Linked DNA regions of Mus musculus: region 1 is linked to region 2. Evidence: chromatin contacts called from public Hi-C data. All regions are on one chromosome and are shown on one strand. Each heading gives the region's core, a stretch centred on a gene start, on an enhancer-like site or on the middle of the called end of the contact. The rest is flanking DNA. Distances are from core to core; before and after follow the strand shown.

Region 1 (5,500 bases), core at 108-2,607, 180 kb after region 2:
TAAGAGTTAGTTAGCAGTGTCTACATGTCGTATAACTAAAAATGCAAATCCCAACACACTCTAGTGGGAGCTGCTCACCCGTCCCGAAGATCTGGAAGAGAAGGCGGGGCTGGGAGGCTCGGATCGCACTGGATAGCCTTCCCTCCCTGCCCACTTCCGATGCCTTCTTCTCAGGCATCAGGCGGATCCTCAGCCTCCCTTCGCCGTGGAGAATCCACCAGCTGAACAGCTCGCTGAGGTTGAACTGGAGTATCCCCACAGCCGCTACCTCCTCTGGGGGACCAATACAGCCTTCAAGAATCGTCTCCTCGCCCAGCTCCAGCACCAGCTGTTTGGCACGCCTGAGCTTGCGCACCGAGCCTCCCTTCAGCACCCTGGACAGCGTCGGACCCGCCTCGGGACTAGGAGAACTGGCTCCATCTGCCCAGGAGATTCCAGGCAGTGGCCCCAGCAGCCTGAGCAGAGGCTCACAATCCAGGGCCAGTGATCCCCGCGCCTCCAGCCCGCCAGCCTCGGGCTCCGAGGGGGACCGTGGCTGCGGTAGCAGCAGGTCTCGGGCATAGACGCGGAAGAGCGAGGGTACAACGAAGTCCACTGCCAGACTCTTCCTCTGCAGGCGCGAATAACTGAGCGGCTCCCGGGGCTGCAGAGGAGGCCCTGAGGCTGGGGAACCCGCGCGCTGATCGGTTGCAGCTCCGGAGTACGAGGCTGCTGCCAAAAGCAGTGGAGGCAGCAGCCACAGGAACCCAGCAGCTCCCATCCCGCTGGAGGGCGAGTTTACACTAGTCTCCCTTCCCTTGCTGGTCCAGCCTCGCCCTTCACTCTCCCCCAAACAGGAAAGGGCTCCAAATAGTCCTTGGTCCTGAATGGCTCCTTCCACTAGATCTCAGGGACTGTGTGTACACTATAGAGCGCCCTTGCTTTTCCCAAGCTACAAGGAGGCGAGAAGGGTTCTCAGCAAAACGGAAGACAAAGTCAGGGGGTAGTTCGGAGACAGTGAGACACCCTGGGCTCAACAGCTGGATCCTGCGCCTCTCGCCGTGCTGCGCCCCATTTGTAGAGGCCTTTGCTCAGGGACCAGGGAGGTGGCAATTAGGTACCGTTCAAGGAGCCCTCGGCGACCAGAGCTCTCCTCTTAGCTTCCAATCTTCTGCAACTTTCCAGGCTGTGAACCGTGGCTCCGAGTCGGTCACTGTCTTGCCCACGTCCTCCGCTCCTGTCACCTCCTCTGCGCTCCTTCCCAGGTCTAGGCAAGGACCACCGGAGGGGGCTGCTTTCTAGCGCCCCCTCAAGTGACCTCCGCTGCAGGAAGTCTTCGGATCGATCACCCTGCCCGCTGAACTTCTGGGCGTGAACACGAGCTCTGCGTTGCGGAGAGGAGGCTCCCGCTGCCTCCACGCGCGCAAGTTTGCAGCGTCCTTGCCGTCACCGACGTCTTGGTTCCTCGGAGTTCACTCCCAAGCACCCGGGCGGCCCTGGCCGCTGGCGACTAGTGAAAACATTCCGGGCAGAGGAGCCCGCAATGTAGCCAGCCCCCTCCTCACCTACCAGCAGCGCCCGCGGTTTTGTTGACTGGCCAGGGGGCGAACGGAAAACGTCTTACTGCCCCCCCGAGAACCGCTGGACAGAAGCAGCGGGAGGTGCCAGTTGCCACCGCTGCTGCCGCCCCCAGAGCCGCTGGATCGCATCTGCCTGGGCGCCCGCCACTTGCAGCTGGCAGTGCCGCGAGCGCGCGCCGAAGGGGGGCGGGGCCTCCGCGAGGGGCGGGGCTCTAGAGCGAACTCAGCGCAGCCGCCCAGCCCACGCAGCCGGCCCCGCCCCCTTCCAAGCCCGCCGGCCAATGCCGCTGCGAGATCTGCTCCTATGCAAATCTGCAGAGGCCTCAGTATTCATTGAGAAAAGCACCAAGCCCGCCCCGCCTCCCGCTGCTGGTGCCTGTTCCTTCCTCCAGATTGCCTGCCCTATTTCTCCGCTGTGCGAACAAGAGAGTATTTTGGATAAATGGGAAAACTGGAAGCGATCGTTGCAACCAAACACTCTGTCTAATTATACATTTAACAGATTAAATGTGTCCGACTTCAGAGGAGCAGGTTCCGGAATAAATCTGGAGGCAAAGAAAAACCAGAAGGAGGCAGGGGTAGCGAGGCCCTGCAAGATTCAAGAGCCTTGGAGCCTTGAAAGGGAACCTTCTCCAACACTCCTGTTATTTGAAAGCATTCCTGAGAGCCTGAGTTGTTCTTCTTCGGCTTTAGCCGCAACAAATGCTGTCAGACCTGTCAGCCACTTGGTTTTCTCATAATGGTGTCTGCACAGGTTTCCAGACAGAAACTGGGGATGAAACTCAGAGCCTTCTATAAGACAAGCGAACGCTCTGCCGCTGAGCAACCACCCCACCACGACACTATTTGTTTATTCACTTTTTTTATTTTGGCCTTTTTTGAAATACGACCTCGTTTTTGTAGCCCAGGCTGGGCTTGAACTCACTACACTGCCTAGACTGACTAGGAACTCTTGGAAATCCTGTTCCGGCTTTTCAAGTGCTGGGATTTGGGATTACAAGCATAAACCACCACACATGAGACGGATATTTTTAATTCCAGTTCTGGATCATTTGCTCATGTGAGACTTCCAAGCCCACCCTCCAGTCCTCTTGACTGCTACTTTGCCCTAGCGGTCCATGAGTAGCAGGCCAGAGGCTATGGATATGACTCTGTGGAAGAAGGTTGTGTGGGGCGGTGGCACACACACTCAAGGCCTTCTATTTATTCACTTACTTAAAATGCCAGGTTCTCCCTCCAGTCTCCTTTTCTTTCAGATAATGGCTGTGTGTCACCAGAAGCCCAGATAAGGGTAAGTTTTAGTTCACACAAATTTCTCAGTCCCTTCTCTCCAAGGCTGACTGTCTCACTCATGCTAGCTCTCCCAGTGTCCCAGTACATTGTCCAGTGGACCCTCCCTCACCCAGCTCTAAGAGATGCAGTATCTTGCTCACTGCCCCACATGCGAGAACAGCCAAGTGGAGACCCTGCTCCTTTAAGGCCAGGGTCTTTCCCATAACTGTGCTGTCATGATGAGCAGTGAAACCCTAAAGACAAAACCAACCAATCAAACAAACAAACAACACTACTTCTCAGTGAACGTCTGGCTTTCAGCCGTATATGTGAAATACTCATATGTAGCCAACTTAATTGTTTAAGGGATGAGATTTGAAAAAAAGAGAATTAAAAAAAAATGCTCCTATCTTGGGGAAGGAAGAAGACCATGGAGTTAATTATTTTCATAGTATGTTTGGGTTCTCATCAAATTTTCTGCTGTGAAAACCCTCAGGAAAAAAATCTTTCTATCTAAAACGTGAAAAGGATCAAAACACTAGCCCCTTCACACCCCTGTTCCATGTCTTTCCTGTCTGTATAACTCTTGTTCAAAGGCGAATTGACTCTTAATCTGTCAAGGACTGTGAATAGGCCTCTGAAACCAGTGGCCACTAGGGGGCAGCAGAGACTAGAAACTCAACCTGGATTAGCCATCAAGGTTCTGAACGCCCTGCCAAGGAGCCCTTAACTTGCTTTTGTATCTCATGGAGGGAGCATGTGTGTGTGTGTGTGGGGGGGGGGGGGTGTCTCAATTAACTCTCATGCCTTATTAACTCTCTCACTTCTCCCAAGGAGAAACACGTGCCTTTCCCTGAAGATTAAATTATACTAACTCAAAAATGACCATGTCCCCTATTTGCTTGGTAATTTTTTGGCTATTGATAATTTATCAGACACCAAGCATCTGCGTCTACAAATGTGTATGTGTGTGCATGTGTGTCTCACATCACACAAGTAGCCTTTTGGGAGGACATAGCAATTACTAATATTTCCATGAGAGGAGGAACAGTTAAGTCTCAGAGAGGCAAAATAAATTGCCCAAGATCAAACAGCAAATAAATAACAATGTTAGAATTCAAACTAGTGATTCTTTTTCTCAAAACAAAAATCATACATCCCATTGAGACAAATTAGGCCTTCTCATCGGGACAACTATAATTTTGACATTGTTATCCTATGACATCACCATGGAGAGGTGAGGTTACAGGGAAGTGGAATTTAGAAGAAACAGGGGAAATAGAGACAAAATATGTGAGCGCTGAAAGCTAGCATGCCTTGTGTACACAGTGTGAGTCCAGTATGCTTCAAAATAATCCTCGGTTAGTATTGAGAATAATGGGGTAGGGAGTATGGCTTGGTGGCGTAGACCTTGCTTAGCATGCATAAGACAGGAGGTTCAATTCTCAACGTTGAAAAGATATTCTCGGTAATACTGTACTGTGGGGGAAGGGGTTATAGGTCTCTATTTACGGAGGGCAAATAAAAACTGAATTAGAGTCACTCCTCATTGGATCTATTCTGGTGTCAAGATTTATCACCTGAGTTGACCTAGATATCTGAGTCCAGGACCTTCATTAACAATAGAAGGTAAATGGGGAGGGATGCACTGATGGACAGTGATGTGTGGGCAGAGGAAACGAAGAAGCTGAAAGGGCAAGGACGAGTGACACAGGAGGGTGAGGATGGCAAAGAGGACAGGTACAGATACTAGAAGATCTGAAGAGACGATAAAAATGTTGGGTTGCTGGGGTCACCTTGCACACAACTCTGGCGGTTAAGTAAAGAAGAGCCTTTTCATGGAATTCCCAATTTTTCTATACAAAGAAATGGACAACTCGGTTGGGGTAGGCTTTGAGTTCTCTATAAGGAAGGCAATTAACAGCAGCATTTTAGATCCAGGTGGTATAATTTCAGTAAACATATCTCATGAGTGTAAAATCTGACTGGGACCTATAGACCTTGGACATCCGTTTAGTCAATGAATATCTCCTGAGTACCTAGTGTATACAGGCTGATGCCTGTATTGTGCAATGTCACTTTGAAGAAGATACATTGAGTCCCTCATCCCTAGATGCTCACATTCCCACGGGAAGAGAATACAATAAGGATGTGCGATGAAGGATGGTTTGGTGTGGGGGTTGGGATATTGCAATAGATCTAGCTAACTGGTTAGAGAAGGGATCTCTGACAGGATGTCCTCATTTGTTGGGCGGGATAATCTCCCAGAGATTGTAAAGGAGAAAGGTCTCAGGAAATCAAGTGTGTGAGACGAGAACGTGCTGACACATCCAAAAGGCAGAACAAAGAACAAAACCAGTAGGGTTAGAAAACAGTAAATGAAAGACATGGCCTGGAGGGGTGAGCCACACACGGTCCACTTCCTTGAGGGTTTTGGAGAACACGGTAATAAAGAAAGCTGACTTCTGACTGCTGTTGGAGGACACTGAGAGGTTGAATTGCTGAGTAATTAAATAAAGATATAAGAGTTGGAGGGAGACTTGGGAAGAAAAGGGAGGCCGAGGTGGGGGATCAGATAAGTTGGAGTTATGTGGGTGAATATGGTCAAACTTCATTATAGGCATATATGAAATTGTCAAAGAATAAACCTTTAAAATAAGGAATTGGGA
Region 2 (5,485 bases), core at 2,685-5,184:
TTAACTTCTAGCTTCTGTTAAACTGTTTGTTTGTATGGAACTCCTTCAGCTAGCTGATTGTTTTAGCTTCATTAAACCTTTGTTTTTTTGAAGTCTGCCCCAAGCCCCCATTGCAGCTGCTGAGCAAGATGCCAGAATTTGGGTTTTGACTTCAAAATTATGCTCTGGACACTTGGGGCCACATCTAGGTTTCCAAATATCTGGCAGAATATTTGGGTCTGGTCCCACCAGCTAGAATAAAGACTTTCAGTTAGCTCTGAACTATGCCTGAGTGGTTATCTCTGATGGGCTTCTCCTGAATAGTTCTCAGAAATAACTCACTTAACATCCATTCCTCCAGACTACCTAGGACCTTAACTTAGACTTTAAAAGACATCAACATGTTAAAGCACAAAGTGGTAACACCATGCCCAGGAGGTTGATTCAGTAGGATGGATGAGATGCAGGGAGAAGAATAAGATCCAGAGGGTGGGGTGGGATCCAGTGGATGGGGTGGGATCTAGTAGATGGGGTTGGATTCAATGGGTGGAGTGGAACCAAGGTTTTTACACAGATACTACATTTCCAAATGATATTGACGTTGCTCTTGAGAAATATACACTTTGACAGTCTGCTCTAGGGAATGGGTCTGTCATTTTGAATTGCCAGAGGAGCTCTTCTGCCCACCTTCATTATGATGTGCCTTAGGAGTCTGGGGATGGAAGCTCTTTTACATCAGTTCCTAGTGCTAACCATCCCCTTCAGAGAACAAACACACCAATAAAAATGGTCTCTTGGTGCAGAATAAATAATAGAGTTAAATAAATACAGCCCCAGGATACGGAAATTCTCCTGAGATCGCTAACCAAACCGGGGGGGGGGGTAGGCAACAGGCTGTGCCTTCTTGAAGAAATTCTTAGACTTTAATTCAATAAAAGACTTCGCTGGAGAGCTGAGCTGGTAGGAAGGAAGCTCCGAGTTATACTGAGCTTTCTGTTGCTGTGATAAAACACCTACTAAAAACAGTTTGGGAAAGAAATGTCAAGGCAGGAGGAATCTGGAAGCAGGAACCGAAGCAGAGGTCATGGAGGAGTGCTGCTTACTGGCTTGCTCCTCCTGGTTTGCTCAGCTTGCTTCTTAATATGGTCTGGGACCATGGCCAAGGGACAGTACTGACCACAGTGAGCTGGAGCCTCCTACATCGACTAGCAGTTAAGAAAATGTCTCCACAGGCCAATCTGATGAAAGCAATTCCCTAGCTGAGGTTTCTTTCCCAGGGGACTTATTTGTGTCAAGTTGACAAAAACTAACCAGCACACTTGGCAGGATTTCACCCAACTCCCCAGTTCCAAAGAAAAGACGGTCCTGGCTTCTTCCACGGTCCATAAACTACCCAAGCAGGCAATCACAATCTGTATTTAGCCAATGCAAAGAAGTAATAGCCTCCACGGGCTTTTCAGGAAAGAGGCAGCATCAAGCTCTGTACAGAATGCTAAGGGTAATGTGGCCTTGACACAGAGACTCAGAAGAAGGTTTATCTAGGTTCACCCTACCCATGGTCTCAGTGGTAGTAAGCGCATTGAGAGTCATGACTGTAGGGTGTGTGCCTCCCTGTTTGCTTCCTTAGTCCTAATAAAGACTGTGCATTTGACTCCTCTCTCCTTTGAGCCTTCTGAGTCACTTGAGTACACCAGGTTCCTGTGACAGCTTAGAATCCCAGTCCCCAAGGCCATCTATACAAAGTCTTGCCCTACGAACTGTTAGGGTCAATTCTGAGGCCATAAATACTTTCTGGGCAAGGTAGAGGCAGAGTAGGTACCCTGTGTCTTCTTGTTTTGTTTATTTGACACACTTTACAGCTCAAATATGCAGCTCTGTTGTTCAATCACCAGGGCCATTCTTGGTTATTAAAATGTACATAAACTCTACTACCTGTTGAGGATTGGTTCTAATGCTTTGAATTAATCTGGCCCCCCCAAATCAGGACTCTGCATATCCAAATGCTGAAGCTCCTTGTCCCTAATTGGATTTTGATCCATCAATTAAAAGCCAGTGGCCAATGGCTGGGCAGGTAGACTGAGGTGGGAATTTGAGGTTTAGGAGTGCTAGAAACTGGGGGAGAGAAAGGAAGCAGAGATCACCATGATGAGGAACAAAAAGACCAGACCTAAAGGCCTGCCGACAGGTGAGAATCAGGGGAAGAGGCCCCCGAGCATTTCCCCAATTGTGTTTGGGGTGGCAGAGATGAAATTCAGATTTTAAAAGATGTTAACTCAGAAGTACAGGAGGGGAGTCTGTGCTAGCAGGAAGGATTAGAATTGCCCAGCCATTAAGCTAGTCAAGCTAGTTAAGGCATATTAAAATTAACTGGTGTGTGTGTGTGTGTGTGTGTGTGTGTGTGTGTGTGTGTGTGTGTGTGTGTGTGTGTCTTTCATTCGTGAATCTAGATAGCTCTTGGGCAAGTGCACATGTGCGACTGTTGGGAGCATAAAGTGGGCTAACCAAATATCACCAGAACTACCAATTCTCATCAGTAATTATTTAAAAATAACCGTGATGCACCACGATCATTAACATTTTTTACACTGGAGTAGCATAGTTTGTTAGCTCCACTTTAGGAGTAAAGAAAATAGGGCTCTGAAGGCTAAGGTAAGATAGAGCAACAGTATAAACTGTTGATATGACGCTCCATGGTACGAATAAGAGGAAGGTTTTTACTGTAGCCGTGAGAGAACAGCCAGAGGCTTCTGGAAGAGTCCAGAGCAGGGAGAGAGAGTAGACCGAACATGGCTGGGGGGAGGGGTAGAGAGAAGGGGATTGAGAGGGAGACCAAGAGACCAAGCCGTGTTCTTACACACCTAAAATAACAAAGTTATAAGGAGAACCGGGACGGGGAGGAGACAGGGACCCTGGGAGCAGGATGGAGTTTAGGGCTGGGGAAGAGGTGAGAAGAGCCAGGATGCTAGCATGGACTTTGAAATGTGTAGCAGGTACCAGTGATGCTGATGGAGCCTAGAGGCCAGCATGCACATTGGTATGCTGATAGGTACCACAGATGGCCATTTGTCCCTTCTGCCTCTTGAAATTTGGGGAAATAGTTTTCTTTGGACAAAACAGCAACCACTTATTTAAAGAGGGGTGTCACTAAGGACCTTTATTCTGTGTGGTCTCCTGCTTCTGCCTTTACTACTACACCTACACTGAGGACTATCCCTGAAAGCAGGCGCCTGGAGCTAACTTGCTAGAGACATGTGGGACACACCCCAGGCTGAGACCCTTAAGACTCAGGACTAGCAGAAGGGACAGGTTCCTGCTGGGTGGGTGAATACATTCCAGCAGCAGCCAACTGGGGGATCTGCAAGAGGAGTCTCTGGGACACACACACACACACACACCTACCACAAACACTTGAAGCCAGATGGAATGGGGTCGTATGTCCCATCTCTCTCGTTCTTCTTCATCTTCAAATCAAGTGTCCGTCTCTTGCTAAGGCCATTTCTCCTGTCTACATCCTGCTGACTGCCCACTAACTCAGAAAAGGCCTTTGATGCTAACTAACATGGTTATGCCCATGGCAGACACATACAGAGGAAAGAGAAAACAGGTCAGGAACGTCAGAGTGTACAATAAAACAGACACCCTCTCGAATGTTCCCAGCACTGAAGCATTAAAATAAAGTCATTTGACAATTATTTGCCTGGACTGAAAGAGTGGAGTCATTTCAGAGATGCCACTAATCTTACAAAATAACAAGTGTGATTTGATCCGAGAGAGGAACCAACACACTTGAAGATGTCTCTGCCTTAGGCTCTGCACTTTCATGAGGTATTGGCAGAGACCAGAGGGTGAGTTATGGGGGAGGGGCGTGCGACCACAGTGAGCACTGGCAGGGTGGATGGAGCCGGCTAAGTTAAGATCAATGATTTCCTTGATTGCCTGGCTCTCCTCTCTCCTAAGCCTGGTCTCTGGCTACATTTCTATTCCTATCGGCCAGAAAAATAAAGATTGTTTACAGAGCTGAAATAACACCTGCTTGGTTTATCTTATTTTAGAAACAATAAAAGCCAGGGAGTTGGAGGGATTAAGGAGGAAAAAAATCAATTGTGTTCTTTCATGTTGGAAACATTAAAAAATAAGTCACCCTGCTACCTACTCTAAGGCCCAATTTGGCTCTCCATTACCCAGGGCGATTTCCAATTTCTTCCTGTAACTTCCCAAGGTTTAAGCTTGACGGAACCATAACTGGGTGCCCTTGACAGACTTCAAGAAAGTTTTTCTGGTTGGTTTCTGACAATTTCTACCATAGCTCTGATTGCTACGCGTACAGAGAGAGAAATAGCAATGTCCCCTTTGGCATGAACATGAAAACATAGTCTGATCCCGGCCAAATTGTTTCATGTTTTGAGAAGCGTCTTACCTCATGCCACTTTGTATCATCTCTGTAGGGAAGGCAAGATGCTCTTTAATCTGTCATAGAGAACTTGGTACCAGAACCAGAACAAACGGAAACAATGCACGACAGTGACAATGACTGCAAAGGTTGAAGGGGTTGCTCAGCACCAAAGATGCTGATGTCAAAGATCTACCAGCCCTGTAGCTGTAAAGGGCATCCCGGTGAAGGTGGCCTGGCCGACTCCTTTGCCGATTACCTACTATTTAGACTAGTGGTTCTCAACAATTAGCAATGATAAATCATGCCCAAGGCCACACAGTAAAAACAGTCTGTGCTGACTCCTGATGCTCTTTTCTTGTACCTTGAATTGAGACGGGATGCCTTTAGCCAGAGCGTAAGTGTGAAGCCAACCTGGTCCTCAGGTCCAGGCTGTGCCTCGATGAGCATGAACTAGCTTGAGCAGGATACGGAACACAGCATCCTTTCTCCTGTGCTTGCATCTCTACTCCAAAGGAGAGCTGGAGGAGGGGCAGGGAAGACCCCAAGGGGATAACTATCACACGGGAACTACTGTGTCACAGCATCTATCCATTTGTACTGACGAAAGGCACAAGGATAGCTATTCCCGGGCTCTGATTTCTCATTAGTGGTAAGTAAATACTAAATTTCCTAAAGCAGTGTTCCAAATCCATCTGGGAAGGAAAAATCTCCTTTTAGGCTAAATACCTTTGCCAACCCATGCATGCTGGCAGCTCTGGCTTATTAGCACTGTTATTTATCAGTAAGAGGAATTGTTTTCACCGAGTTTGCACGCTTTAACGCATAATCACTTCTAAACCCATGTAAGAAAAAGTAGTATAGAAGTGTAAAATATAAACTCAGGAAATGCTGAGTTTCTGTATGCGTGTAGCTAGGGAGCCCTCCTCTGTAACACCTCAGCCCTCCAAGTGTCTGTGAACAGACAGTTTTATGAGGTGGAGCAGTGAAGAGCCAGCCTCCAGCAGGCTCCCACAATGGGAGAGTTTTTAATCCCAAAAGCTTGGGGACAACTTTACAGTTTTATGCTCTTTGTTTCCTGTCCCTGTTTTCCCCAGGGACCCAGCCCTCTTCATG

What was found. A called contact is a pair of places that touch in the nucleus more often than the background predicts.
Region 1: a contact with region 2 is called in a Hi-C map of the N1E-115 cell line, with 2.5 times the contacts expected there. The contact joins the promoter of Alk here to the enhancer-like site in region 2. A contact is called at or near these places in 1 of 39 promoter capture datasets (trophoblast stem cells) and 3 of 484 Hi-C or Micro-C datasets (the N1E-115 cell line, nephron progenitors and tail fibroblasts).

What each region holds. Positions count from the first base shown.
Region 1 is chr17:72,602,950-72,608,449 of GRCm38.p6, forward strand. It overlaps Alk (anaplastic lymphoma kinase), which reads right to left and starts at 1,358. Exons shown (of 29, transcript NM_007439.2): 1 at 79-1,358. The coding sequence starts at 760.
Region 2 is chr17:72,416,492-72,421,976 of GRCm38.p6, forward strand. All of the region lies in intron 1 of Alk (anaplastic lymphoma kinase), which reads right to left. Among named protein-coding and RNA genes, the nearest start is that of Alk, 190 kb to the right of the region's middle. Within about 2 kb of position 3,935, at least 2 of the 459 cell types and tissues checked have an H3K27ac peak or open chromatin away from gene starts, as enhancers often do. A contact at or near this core is called in the N1E-115 cell line, where this site is marked.